Regions from separate parts of the Sus scrofa genome. Here region 1 is linked to region 2. Evidence: chromatin contacts called from public Hi-C data. All regions are on one chromosome and are shown on one strand. The core of a region is the stretch at or near the end of the contact, and the rest is flanking DNA. Distances in the headings are between cores, read along the strand shown.

Region 1 (7,045 bases), core at 2,067-4,566, 140 kb after region 2:
ACTTCCATATGCCGAGGGTGCAGCCCTAGAAAGCTAAATAAATAAATAAATAAAAGCCATTTGTGGAATTCCCCGGTGGCTCAGCGCGCATCCAGCACTGTCACTGTGGTGGCTACAGTTACTGCCGTGGTAGGGATTCAATCCCTGACCCAGGACTTCTGCATGCTGAGCATGCAGCCAAAAGAAGGGCCATTTGTATTTACTTTTCTGGGAACAGTCAATTCATACCTTATACCTGTTTATACTAGATTTTTGGTCCTTTTAATGGATTTAATGGATTTCCAGGAATTTTTTATAGACAGATGACCCTTTGTCTGTGATTTGAGTTGTAAATATCTTCCTCTAGTGTATTATTCATCTCTCTAGTTTATCATTCATCTTACAAATTGACTTATATGATTTTTCCATGCAAATTTTTAAAATTTTAATACAGGTAACTTTAATCAATATTTTCTAATGGCTTTTTTATTTTTGAGTATAGATAGTCTTTTTCCACTATGAGATTATAGTTTCTCCCATGTTTTCCTTTATTGCTTTTATTTATTTATTTTTTTAGCATTTAAATCTTTGATCCCTTTGGAGCTTAATGCTTTATGTGAGGAAGAGATCTCATTTTCCCCCCAGTGAAACAATTAGCTACCTAGTTGTCCTAGCACTACTTACTGGAGTCCATTCTTTTCTTTGAGACCACCTTTATCAAATACTAAATTCTCCTGTCTATTTCTGAACATCCTAGCCCAGCCCATTCCTTTGTCTCTTCCTGCACCAAATTAATTGTTTTCTTTTTTTTCTTTTTTCTTTTTAGGGCTGCACCTGTGGAGCCTATGGAGGTTCCCAGGATAGGGGCTGAATCGGAGCTGTCTGTAGCTGCCGGCCTGTGACATAGCCACAGCAACGCCAGATCCGAGCCTCGTCTGAGATCTACACCAGAGCTCATGGCAACACTGGACCCTTAACCCACCGAGCGAGGCTAGGGATCGAACCCGCAACCTCATGGTTTCTAGTCGGATTCATTTCTGCTGCGGCATGACAGGAACTCCTCTTTTTTCTTTTTAGGGCCACACCCCTGGTATATGGAAGTTCCCCGGGCTAGGAACTGAAACAGAGCTGTAGCTGCCAGCCTACACCACAGCCACAGCAATGTGGGATCCGAGCTGCATCTACAACCTAAGTCCAACTCATGGCAACACCGGATCCTTAGCCCACTGACTGAGGCCAGGGATCAAACCCACATCCTCATGGATACTTGTCAGTTTCTTAACCCACTGAGCCACAATGGGAACTCCCCAAATCAAGTTGGTTTAATTATTGAGGCTTTGGAATTCCCACTGTGGCTCAGCGGAAACAAATCTGACTAGTATCCATGAGGTCACAGGTTCGATCCCTGGCCTTGCTCAGTGGGTTGAGGATCTGGTGTTGCTGTGGCTGTGGTGTAGGCTGGCAGTTTTAGCTCTGACTTGACCCCTAGCCTGGGATCCTCCATATGCCACGGGTATGGCCCTAAAAAGACAAAAAAAAAAAAATTATTGAGGCTTTAAATATTATTATCTATGGTAGTATGGTTAGTGATGCCTTTTCTTTTTTCATAGTTTCCTGGCATTCTTTTCTCTCCTACCCCATTTTTCCCCTGAGAGGTGGGGAATTGTAGATTTCATGGGACTTATACTTCTGTAGGGGAACACACAGTAAGCAAATAATTACATGTCAATTGGTAGTGCAGATAAAAGGACAGAAGGGAAATAGAAAGTAGTATTTAGATGGGCAGCAAGGGAAGGCCCTTGGATGAGGTGGAGACACCTGAGTGAGGGGAGAGAGGCCACCTGGATATCTAAGGAAGCATTCCTAGCAGCACCAAGGGCAAATGCAAAGCTTGGAAGCAGGAGCATGCTTGGCATGTTGAAAAACAGCAAGGCAGCCACTGCAGCCAGAATGGAGCTCTCAGAGGGGAGAGTGGGAGGCGATGAGGTAGATCATGCAGGCCTTGCAGGTCACAGCAAGGACGCTGGCTTTTCCTCTGGGATGGGGAGTCGTGGGAGGGGACTGAGCATAAGAGTGACATGTTCTGACCTCCCTTTTATCAGGATGGCTCAAGCTGCAGTGTGGAGAGCAGACTGCACTGGGGAGGGCAGAACCAGGGAGGGCAGCAGGATTGGGGATGGGTGAATGAATTATAACTTGGTTTCCTTGTCAATTTCCTCCTTTGCAAGGACCTCCCGGCTTATTCAGTAACATATGCACAGGGTAGGCATGGATAAACATTTGTGGGAGGAAGAAGGGAGGGGAGGACAATAGAAGGAGGCAGGAGAGGCAGGGTCCCTTGGGGAATGGCTCTGCAAAGGCCACAGATAGTAGAGACAGCCGGCTCCTCAGCAGAGATGGAGACCAAAGGGGCTGAAGCTGGGTAAGCTGTGCCCCCTCCAACCTGGTGCCTGCCCAACCCAGGACGTGATCCCCATCAAGGACCAGGCTATGTGCAGGTTTTGCTGAAGTTCTGACATCACAGGGACCCTGGAGAGGGGGCTCCGTTCCTCAAGGTGAGAGGGTTCAAGGGTGAGGAGGCCTGAGAGGGAGAGAAGAGCAGCTTTCCTGAATTCCAGCACACCGGGGCCCTGCAGAAGGATATTATGCCCCCTTTACAGATGATAAATTGAGGTTCTGAGAAAGGAAGCCTCTCAAGGTCATACAGCAAATAAGTGGCCCAGCCCAGTTTCAGGGGCTTGGTGGCTACCAGAATGCTCCTTGGCCACTGCCTAATTTTGGTCTAGGGTCCTCCCTAGTTTGGGGGAGTGAGCAAGCACAGAAGAAAGAGGTGACTCCCAGCATACAACCAGCCCTTAGCTGCTGCCCAGGCACAGCTGCTGAGGCCCCAGTGGGGTGGCATCCAGCTGTGTGGAACAGGAGCCGTGGGACCTTCAGGACCTCAAGATGCTTCAGGCAAAAGGGGCCTGGTAGCAGGACAGGTAGACAAGAGGGGTACAAGAAAGACGTTGGGCTTTGAAGTTTGGCCTGGGGGCCACTATCTCACTGTGTGACCTTGGGTAAATAGCATTCATCCAGGAACCCCAGTTTGTGCATCTGTAAAATGGGAATAGCATCTCCTGTTTTACAGGGCTGGCATGGGGTCTGAATGAGGCAATAGGAGTCCAGGGCTACTCCTCGCCCCATAGCTCTTTGGAGGTCTGAGTTTGGGGTGGGGGGAAAAGGTGAAGCGTGTCCAGAAGAGTGAGAAGGAGTGTGGGGCTGTGTTTCTAGGACTTTCCTCGCCGAGGTCAGAGGCCCGAAATAGCCGCGCCTATGTGAGCACGTCAAGGTTTGGTTACCGGTTCTCGACCCAGCCCGCTGCGGAAAGCGGTACAGCCGCAGCGCAGGCCCCTTCCACTGTCCTATCTTCCAGCAGAACAGCGAGAGCGAGGCCAAACGCTCAGCGCTAAGTGAACATGTCCCCCGGGGACCCCGACAAGCTGAAGCTGGTACGACTGCGGACCACCTTGACGCGGTCCACGAGGACGCCTTGTCAGGTTCACGAGCCTCGCTCCCACGGCTTCTACTCCGACGGCAGCGGCAGAGAGTGGGGCCGCTGTCCGGCGCCCGCCAATCAGGAAGCAGAGGCTGATCCAGGGCACACCTACTTTGGTGACGTCACGCATCCGGCCCCGGAAACCCCGCCCAGTGGCCCGGCCTGGGAAAGGCCTTTGAGGGCCAGTGGGTGGGGCCTTTCGAAGGGTGAAAATAACTCCCGGGTGAATAGAGCACTTTATAACTGGCCTGAGAAGCACAGCCAGGTGAATAGTTTTCTAAATTTTATTTTATTTTTTGTCTTTTTAGGGTCGCACCCGCGGCATATGGAGGTTCCCAGGCTAGGGGTCTAATTGGAGATGTTGCTACCGGCCTGCGCCAGAGCCACAGCAACACCAGATCCCAGCCGTGTCTGCGACTTACACCACAGATCATGGCAAGGCCGGATCCTTAACCCACTGAGCGAGGTCAGGGATCGATCTCGCAACCCCATGGTCCCTAGTTGGATTCATTTCCGCTGCGCCAAGACGGGAACTCCATAGTTTTCTAAATTTTAAAATATAGTCATTCACTCATTCAGGTCATCCACCCATTTGTCTGTCCACCCAGCTGTCCATCTGTCTGTCTCTCCACTCAACCAAAGCTATTGGGCACTTGCTGTGTGCCAGGTGCTGCGCTGGGTGCTGGAGATAAATAACGATGAGCCCCGTGCTTGTGCTGGGAGTCTAGTGAGCAGGTCTGACAGTAACAAATGCTTACACCAATCATGCTTTTATTACAACCGTGATCAATTCTAGGAACATAAGGTACAGGCTGCTGGAATAACGGAGTGTTTAATTTAGAGTGGGGGCTCGGGTCTCTGGAGAAGTTACATTCCAGCTGACTCCTGAAGCAACAAAAGTGTTCCAGGCAAAGGAAAGAGCTTGTGGAAAGCCGTTGAGCTTGGCAGGCACTTGGAGGGTTCTGGGAAGGGAAAAGAGGCCAGCATGGCTGGAACAGAGTTGGGGGAGGGGATTATTAAATACCTCAAAGGCCAGAGTAAGGAAGTAGAATTTTATTCTAAGTGATGGACAGCCACTGGGTGGTTTGAGCCTGTGGGGTGGGAAGTGTCACTTGATCTACTTTTTTTCATATCTTCCTGGCTGTATGTGGAGAATAGACAAGAGTGAACACTGGGGGGATGTGCCTGGGCTGTGGGATGGAAATCCTGTGAAATCAGATTGTTATGATCATTATACAACTACAGATGTGATAAATTCATTTGAGTAATAAAAAAAATGAAAAAAAAAAAGAGTGAACACTGAAGCACCCATTAGGAGGAACTTGTAGATGTCCTCTGGGCTTGAGGGTAGTGAGTTAGATGGTGAGAAGGGGGGACATGTGGGTGGAAACTCGTGAACAGACTCAAGAAATAATTAGAAAATAGAATCTACAGGCTGCCTGGTTGCTCAACTGAGTGTGGTGAGGGAGGATGCATGAGGCCAAAGGAGTTTAAAATTAAGTTCCTCAATTGGCCAGTTTTTTGTAGATTCCTCTCTAGGTGCCAGGCAGTGTCCTAGTGAGACGGACTGGGTTCGAATCCTGGCCTGTCACTTGCCAGTTGTTTGCCTTTGGGGAAGTGATTTGACTTCCCTCTGCCTTGACTTCTTTTCTGTAAAACAAGGATCCTAATAACACTTAAGAGGATTATAGGATTAAATGAGTTCATACATATAAAACCTTGGATCTGGGTGTTTGGGACTGGGTTCTGAAGCTGGACTTGAGTATTTGGGGCTGAGCGTGTGGGTCTGCTTCTTGGAGCAACCAAGGCTCCATTTCTTTACCGGTCTCATGCAGAAAATTAAAACAGGATGATATGTTAGCACAGTGTTCCCACACTTGTCTGTCTTTACATTAGAATAAATAAATAAATAAATAAATAAATAAATAAAAGAATCACCAGGAGATTTTTTTTTTCTTTTTCTTTTTAGGGCCGCACTTGAGGCATATAGAGGTTCCCAGGTTAGGGGTCTAATTGGAGCTACAGCTGCCAGCCTACACCACAGCCACAGCAACACCAGATCCCAGCCACGTCTGAGACCTACACCAAAGCTCACAGCAACACCGGGATCCTTAACCCACTGGGCAAGGCCAGGGATTGAACCTGCAACCTCATGGTTCCTAGTTGGATTCGTTTCCACAGCACCAGGATGGGAACTCCAGGGGAATTTTTTTTTTAACTTCCAAAGCCCAGGCTCCCCCCAGACCAGTTAAATCGTAATCTCTGTGGGTGAAACACAGGTACCGGTAGGTTTTGAGGCCCCGTAATTCCCACCATGGTAGAGATGAATGAGGAAATAGCGGTCAAGGAGGGTTTCTTGGAGTAGACGACATTTGAATAGAGACCCCAGAGTGAGGAAGGAAGGTCATTGGAAGGCGGGGGGGGGGGGGAGGGGGGGGGAGGCCTTTGAGCGAAGCTCTGGTCTAGGTTTTTGCATACCTACCTGGAGGTGCCTTTGGGCCTGCTTCCTTCCTAACCAAGACTTCATTTCTTTACTTGTACAGATGAGCTGCCTCGAATCTCTCCTCTCTGTAGCTTTACAGCACATGGGAAAGGTGTAACTCTGCCTGTCTGCTCCATGGAGACCCCAGAGAGAAAGGAAATAGAAGGCTGCTCTGGGCCTCTCCCCCTGGGCCAGGAAGCCCATGCCCCCTAGTCTTCTGCCCCTCCCCCACAGCCATCTGCTTAAAGGAAGTGGCTCTTCAGTTCTTCACAGGAAGCCACAAGCCTCCTCTGCCACATCTCCCTCCAGCTACTGCTGACCCGGGCCCTCAGCTGGCCCAGCCCCCCAAGCCTGGGTCCAAGGATGCCTTGTTCCTGGCAACGCCATCTGCTGCCCAGACAAGAAGTGTGTGTGTGGAGTGCTCCACTCATTACCTTTATTTTTTATTTCTTTTTTTTTTGCCTTTTCTAGGGCCGCTCCTGTGGCATATGGAGATTCCCAGGCTAGGGGTCTAATCTAATCGGAGCTGTAGCCACCGGCCTACACCAGAGCCACAGCAACTCGAGATCCAAGCCGCGTCTGCGACCTACACCCCAGCTCACGGCAACGCCGGATTCTTAACCCACTGAGCAAGGCCAGGGATTGAACCCTCAACCTCATGGTTCCTAGTTGGATTCGTTAACCACTGAGCCACGACGGGTACTCCATCCGCTCATTACCTTTAAATCCCTGTGCTCATTACCTTTAAATCTAGGCTGTGGGCCTAGAAGTGAGACCTGACTGCAGAGGGTCTTGAATGCTGTACTCGGGAGTTCCGGAGATGCGAGGGCCTGGAAGGGGAGGAGGGGGCAGGCCCTGCTGGAAGGCTCAGGGTTGACTGCCCCTGTGAGCTTCAGGAGCTCCTGCTACAGAGCATGCGGGGGGGCTGATTCATTTTGGTCTCTAGTGTCTGTGGTGGGGCCGCCCCAGGGAAGGCTTTTGATAATTGTGGAACTGCTCAAGGATGATTCAGCCGATGAGGATTCCAGGCTGAGACTGTGCTGTCA
Region 2 (6,654 bases), core at 1,516-4,015:
GCAGGTTCAATCCCTGGCCCTGCTCAGTGGGTTAAGGATCTGGTGTTGCTGTGGCCGTGGTGTAGGCCAGAAGTTGTAGCTCTGATTTGAGCCCTAGCCTGGGAACTTCCATATGCCTTGGGTGCAGCCCTAAAAAAACAAAAAAATTACAGAAATACAAACCTTTCAGCACCTCCTTCTGCCTGAGGGTCGACCTACTCAGAGACCCCTCCACCTTAAATGGCCCTCTCCCCCCTCCTGCTTCACCTGGCCAGCCTCAGCTCACTCAGCTCAGCTCAGCAGGACCATCCCTTGCTCTGGGGAGCCCCCCCTCACTTTCAACTTCCAGACTGTGCTGCTCCTTCAAAGTGTTTATCACTGTTGTAATTAAATAATTAATTGTGTAATTGGTTCTGTCTCCCCACTAGAATGTGAACTCTGCAATAATAATAGCTGACCTAAAATGCTTACCCAGTGCCAGAGACTTTCCATAGATAAACCGTTGAATCTCTGTGGCAGGTACTGTTCATTTTCCCATTTTACAGATGAGGAAACTGAGACAGCGAGAGATTCGGTAACTCACCTGAAGTCACGCCAAGTTGGAGGCTGAGCCAGGACTCAGCATAAAGAAGTCGCTGAACCAGGATTCAGATCCAGACCCCAAGCTGGAATCATTACCTCACTGATAAGACAGGTTCTGCTTGTTCCTTGTCCATCCCAGCTTCCAGAACATCTGGCCTACAATAAGTGCTCGTAAATATTGGGTGAATGAGGGCACAAACAGGTGATGGATACACTGAGTATCTGCAGAAGACCAAAGCACCATCCCGGAGTGCGTTTCGCAGGTGCCATGTGTGGAGCTGAGCCATGGTGAGGGGAGGGGGAGCGCAATACAGTGTTAAAGATGGATTCTTGGGCTTCTTTCTGGAACATACAAGCCAAAGCCTGGGACATCATCTTTGATTCCTCCCTCCACTTCATCTGCCAGAGCCATTCAGTCCCCAGGCTCTGCTTCACGTCTCCCAGCGCTCCCTCCTTTCTCCATCCTTCAACCCCCATCTTTTTCTTGGATTTTCGTGCAGGTTTCTCTGTCTCTAATTTCTCCTCCTTTAAAGTGAGCCTCTAAAAACAGAAAGCTAATTGTGGGTGCCATCCCTCTTTACCCCTTCCCTCACTAATGAACCTTCCATGGCTCCCCATTGCTCTTTGGATAAAGCCCAAACTCTTCACCAAGTTTTCTACTACTGGACCCCTGCCTCCACCCCTCCAATCTCACCTCCTACTTCTCTCTTCCACATGTCCTTTGCCTAAGCCACTCCATGAGTAGATGTTAAGATCATGCAAGCAGACAGTCCCGGGTTCAAGTCTGAATTTTGCCACTTACCAGATGTGGAAGTTTGTAGATAAATCAATTTCCTTCTCTAAGCCTCAGTTACCACATCTGGGAAAATGGGCATCATTGTCATACTTCTTCTTAGAATCATTGTAGGGATTAAATGAATCCATACGGTGCTGAGCACAGCACCTGACGCTCCCAAGTTCCTGTAATTCTTATACTGTCCTTTGCTACAAAGAGCATTTCTTACTGTCAGTCTTACTACTCCTTATGACCCAGCTCATATGTCACCTCTTGGAGGAAATTTTTCTTGATGTTCACACTCTGTTCCCCAAGTGAAATCAGTCTCACTTTCCAGACTCACTTGCACTTTGCACCTCTATACAGCACTTGTAATGGTGTCCTTGCGCTCTTTCCCCCATTACCCCGAGAATTCCCAGGGAGAGCCGGAACAATACCTTCTTAACTGTAACCCAGTGCCTGGCATGCAGCAGGTGCTCAAAAATGTTGGTAGAAGTGGGAGTTCCTGTTGTGGCTCAGTGGTAACAAACCCGACTAGTATCCATGAGGGTTTGGGTTCAAACCTTGTCCTCGTGCAGTGGGTTAAGGATCCAGCATTGCCCTGAGCTGTGGTGTGGGTCACAGATGCATCTTGGATCCTGCGTTGCTGTGGCTGTGGTATAGGCTTGCAGCTACAGCCCCGATTCGACCCCTAGCCTGGGAGCCTCCATATGCCATGTATGCCATGAGTTAGGCCCTTAAAAAAAAAAAAAAAAAAAAAAAGTTGGTAGAAGTGAATAGAGGCGCCACTTTCACTGCCTTTCTTGAGCCCCTTGCAGGAAGGAGGCCTGAGTGATGCTGGGACCTAGTTGCCCCAGTCCCATTCCAGCTCTGGCGCAGGGTATGTTGGTACGTGTGTGTTGGGAGGGGCAGTGGGTGGAAGAAACTCCTGACTTCTGGGCTCTTTCTTCCCAGCTGGGACTCATCCTGGAGGGAGAGAGAAGGTGAGAGGAGGTCCAGGTGCTGAGCAGGGGTGAGGTGGGGCTGTAACAGCAGCTGGGGCGTGGGTGGGTAGGAGCTGGCAGACTCCAGCTCCTCCAAGACCAGGGCTGAGGCTGGCAGGACAGGACCTCACAGCCCAAGTCCCCGCCTGCCATGCCCCACCTCATCCTGGCACCTGGATTAAGTGACTTTTCAGGTTATAAAACTACATCTTGATTTGCAAGGAAGCAGAATCCAAGCCTGGCCTTGTCTGGTTGCTGAACAGGGAGAAAGGGGAGTGTTTCCTTCTCTTCTCCTTTCTGCGTAGGCAACCCCTTGCAATCCTGGGCACATCCAAGAAGGTAATACTCTTTGCAAACCCAGGCTAAGGTCACATTATCCCCGATTGTTGCTTCAATTGCTGCTCCTGCCACTCCCCTTATGTGACACCCTTTGCTCCCTGCCTAGTGCCCTCAGGATAAAGTCCCAACTCCTAACCCAACCCTTAAAGCCCTGGGCCATCTGGCCCCTGCCTCCTCTGGACTTTCACTTCCCTCTCTCACTGCTTCCTCAACTTCTGGCCTTTTCTCGGCTCTTCCAGAACAAGACTGTCTCTTCCTCCCTCTGGGCCTTCACACATACTGTTTGCTCTGTCTTGAATGCTTTTTTCTCATCCCCTGATAATTTTGTTTTATGTAGAGTGCTTTTGATGCCCAAGAATTTTTCACCTATCCCAAGATCATGAACATAATCCCATATGTTTTCTTCTAGAAGTTTATAGTGTTAGCTTTCACAGTTTAGGTCCATGATTCATCTTGGATTAATTTTTGTGCATTGTCAGGGAGGGGTTGAGACTCATTCTCTCTCAAATTCCTACCTATTCTTGACAGTTCAGCTTATCCCTCACCTCCTTGGAGAAGCCCTCCTTGATTGTTCCCAGACTGGATCAGTTCTTCCCACCCCACAGCCCATAGCACCCTCTACTTTATTGTAGAACTTGTCACAATTGTCATTAAACAATGATTTGTAGGAGTTCCTGTCGTGGCTCAGTGGTTAACAAGTGCGACTAGGAACCATGAGATTGCGGGTTCAATCCCTGGCCTCAATCAGTGGGTTAAGGATCTGGCATTGCCATGAGTTGTAGTGTAGATCGCAGACGTGGGTCAGATCCCACGTTGCCGTGGCTGTGGTGTAGGCTGGCATCTGTAGCTCCGATTAGACCCCTAGCCTGGAAACCTCCACATGCCTCGGGTGCGGCCCTAGAAAAGACAAAAAGACAAAAAAAAACCACAATGATTTGTGTAATTTGTTGTTTAACACCTCATCTTGTACATTGCAGCTCTCTAAGCTCAAAGCTTGTGACCGTCTCTTAAGAAACTTTGTACTAAGATATACATTAAAGGGGTTCCATTGTGGCTCAATGTAATCTTCCTAAGGATGTGTTTTCAATCTCTGGCCTGGTTCCACTGGTCAAGGATCCACTGTTGCTGCATCCTGTGGTGTAGATCACAGATGTGGCTCAGATCCAGTGTTGCTATGACTGTGGTGTAGGCCTGCAGCTACAGCTCAGATTTAACTCCTAGCTTGGGAACTTCCATATGCTGAAGGTGCTGCCATAAAAAGAAAAAAAAAGTATATATATATATATATATATATATATATATATATATATTCAATATGCTGTGGGTGCAGCCATTAAAAATTAAAAAAATAAAATATACATTCAGAAAACTGAACATATCAAAATATACAACTTGTGGGAGTTCCCTTGTGGCACAGCAGGTTAAGGGTTCAGTGTTGTCAATGCAATGGCTCAGGTCACTGCTATGGTGGGGATTTGATCCCTGGCCCAGGAATTTCCATGTGCCACGGGCATGGCCAAAAAAAAAAAAAAAAAAAAAAATTCAGGAGTTCCCACTGTGGTGCAGTGGGTTAAGAATTCAACCTTGGCAGCTTGGGTTGCTGTGGAGGCACAGGTTTAATCCACAGCCCAGTGCAATAGGTTAAAGAATCTGGCATTGCCACAGTTGCAGTGTAGGTCACAGCTGTAGCTCAGATTCAGGCTCTGGCCCAGGAACTTCCATATGCTGCAAGGTGAGGCCATTAAGATAGATAGATAGATAAATAGATAGATAGATAGATAGATAGATAGACAGACAGACAGACACACACACACACACACACATATACACAACTTGATGAATTTTCCCAAACTGAACACTCCTGTAACTGGTACCCAGATCAAGATGTAGACCATTATAGGAGTTCCTGCTGTGGTGCAATGGACTGGTGGTGTCTCTGGAGCGATGGAACGCAGGTTTGATCCCTGGCCTGGCACAGTGGATTAAGGCTCTGGCGTTGCTGCAACTGTGGCTCAGATATGATCTCTGGCCTAGAAACTCCATGTATTGTGGGACAGCCGGAAAAAAAAAAATGGAGTTTCTGTTGTGGCGCAGCAGAATCGAATCCGACTGGTGTCCATGAGGATGTGGGTTTGACCCCTGGCTTAGCTCAGTGGGTCTGGGATCCAGAATTGCCATGACCTGTGGTATAGGTCACAGATGCGACCTCCATCCTGAGTTGCTGTGGCTGTGGCATAGGCCAGCGGCTGCAGCTCTGATTTGACCCCTAGCCGGGGAATTCCCCCATGGGTGCAGCCCTAAAAAACAAAAACAAAACAAAACAGAAAAGATGCAGGCCATTATGATCCTGAACATTTTCTGTACCCAGGAGCCCCCTCATGTCCCTTCCAACAATGGCTGTCTTTTTTTACCCTTATAGTCTCAGCACCCAGCACAGAGCTTGGCATTTTTTTTCCTTTTTAGGGCTGCACCTTCGACATATGGAAGTTCCCAGGCTAGGATGCCACTGCAGGCCTACACCACAGCCATAGCAACACCAGATCTGAGCCACATCTGTGCCCCACACCACAGCTTGAAGCAATGCTGAATCCTTAACCTACTGAGCGAGGCCGGGGATCGAACCCATATCCTCATGGATACTGGTCAGTTCTTAACCTGATAAGCCACAACGAGAACTCCAAGCTTAGCATTCTTAAATGCTAAAAACAAACAAACAAACAAAAACGCAAACTTTGTTCAATGAATGAATCTCAGCTCTCACTCCAGCTCAGTGTGTCCTTGAAGAGGTCCCTCTGCTTTCTGGGTCTCAGTTTGCTTGTTTATAACACGGGGAGGGGTAGGATGGAGGGAGGTTGGAGAATCACTTTAGGGCTTTTCCAGATATGGCATCTGGACAGAATTAAACCCCCAGGTTCCGGCAATACATTGTCAGATGGAATTCCCTGGTCTCAGTGGGTTAAGAATCCAGTGTTGTCTCTGCTGTGGCCTGGGTCATTGCAGTGGCATGGGTTTAATCCCTGGCCTGGGAACTTCCACATGCCATGGGTGAAACAAAACAAAACAAAACAAAACAAAACAAAAATATATATATATATATATATATATATATTGTCAGGAATTATTTTGGTTTCCTGCTTAAAAATATGGACCTGGGGGATTAGAAATTTGATCCGCGTAGGGCATCAAGAGCCTGGTCAGAAGACCTGGGTTTGAGTCCTGGCCTGGACTCTGGGTGACCCTGGGCAAGTCCCTTTCCTCCCGGGCCTTCTGGGTTTCTTCACTTAAAATGAGGTTGGCTTCAAAAGCCAGTGATGCTGGCTCCAGGCCTCTGAGCACCAAGTTTCATTTCCTGGAGCACCGGCAGCTCTGGCTCTGGCCTCCTCCCTGCCAGGCACTGTGGGGGGAGAGGAAAGCACAGGATGTGAGAACCGCTCTAGCAAAGGGAACTCACAGTCTGGCCAGGGGGACCCAATGTTCAGCCAGGAACCAAATGGAAAATGGCCTGATGGTCCAAGTGATTCTCTACGTGTGGGGCTGAAGGGAGAGCTAGAATGTTCCAAGTAGGGGCAGGAGACCTGGAGGTGGGGGTGGGGGGAAGACAGAGATGGCTTCCTGGGGAGAAGCCTCTGGAAATTGGCAGGGCAGCCCAGGGGCGCTTCCCAGAGATGGGCGGAGGCAGGAAGGAGGAAATTGGGTCCAGGTGACCACAGAGCAGCAACTTGGCCAGGGAGTAGGAAAGGCGGGAGCTTGGGCAGCCGCCCCACAGCTGAGCCTTGAGGAGGAAGGGGGGCTGCTGCTGCTTCGGCCTTGGCCCCAGGAAAGCGCCACCTTCTCAGGCCACAGGCCAGGAAGGAGGATGTTGTTGTGAGCTCAGGCTAGAAGGGGCCTCTCTCTGAGCAGCTCCCCGGGGCCCTACCCAGCTATCCTGGGGCTGCAGGACAGAGGGTAAGAGGCAGAGTCAAGCTCCAGTCCCCCAGTTCCTTCCAGAGGGCCCTC

The links. Hi-C and Micro-C count contacts between places; a contact is called where the count stands out from the background.
Region 1: a Hi-C map of liver shows a contact between it and region 2, with 1.6 times the contacts expected there. The contact joins two enhancer-like sites. A contact is called at or near these places in 1 of 47 Hi-C or Micro-C datasets (liver) and 2 of 2 datasets of contacts at active chromatin or transcription factors (alveolar macrophages and skeletal muscle).

Annotation. Positions count from the first base shown.
Region 1 is chr6:84,841,960-84,849,004 of Sscrofa11.1, forward strand. No RefSeq gene overlaps it. Among named protein-coding and RNA genes, the nearest start is that of IFI6, 13 kb to the right of the region's middle. Within about 2 kb of position 3,317, at least 61 of the 83 cell types and tissues checked have an H3K27ac peak or open chromatin away from gene starts, as enhancers often do. A contact at or near this core is called in alveolar macrophages and liver, where this site is marked.
Region 2 is chr6:84,707,411-84,714,064 of Sscrofa11.1, forward strand. It overlaps LOC102165025 (a long non-coding RNA gene), which reads left to right. Exons shown (of 2, transcript XR_298616.3): 2 at 1-386. Among named protein-coding and RNA genes, the nearest start is that of WASF2, 13 kb to the left of the region's middle. Within about 2 kb of position 2,766, at least 15 of the 83 cell types and tissues checked have an H3K27ac peak or open chromatin away from gene starts, as enhancers often do. A contact at or near this core is called in alveolar macrophages and liver, where this site is marked.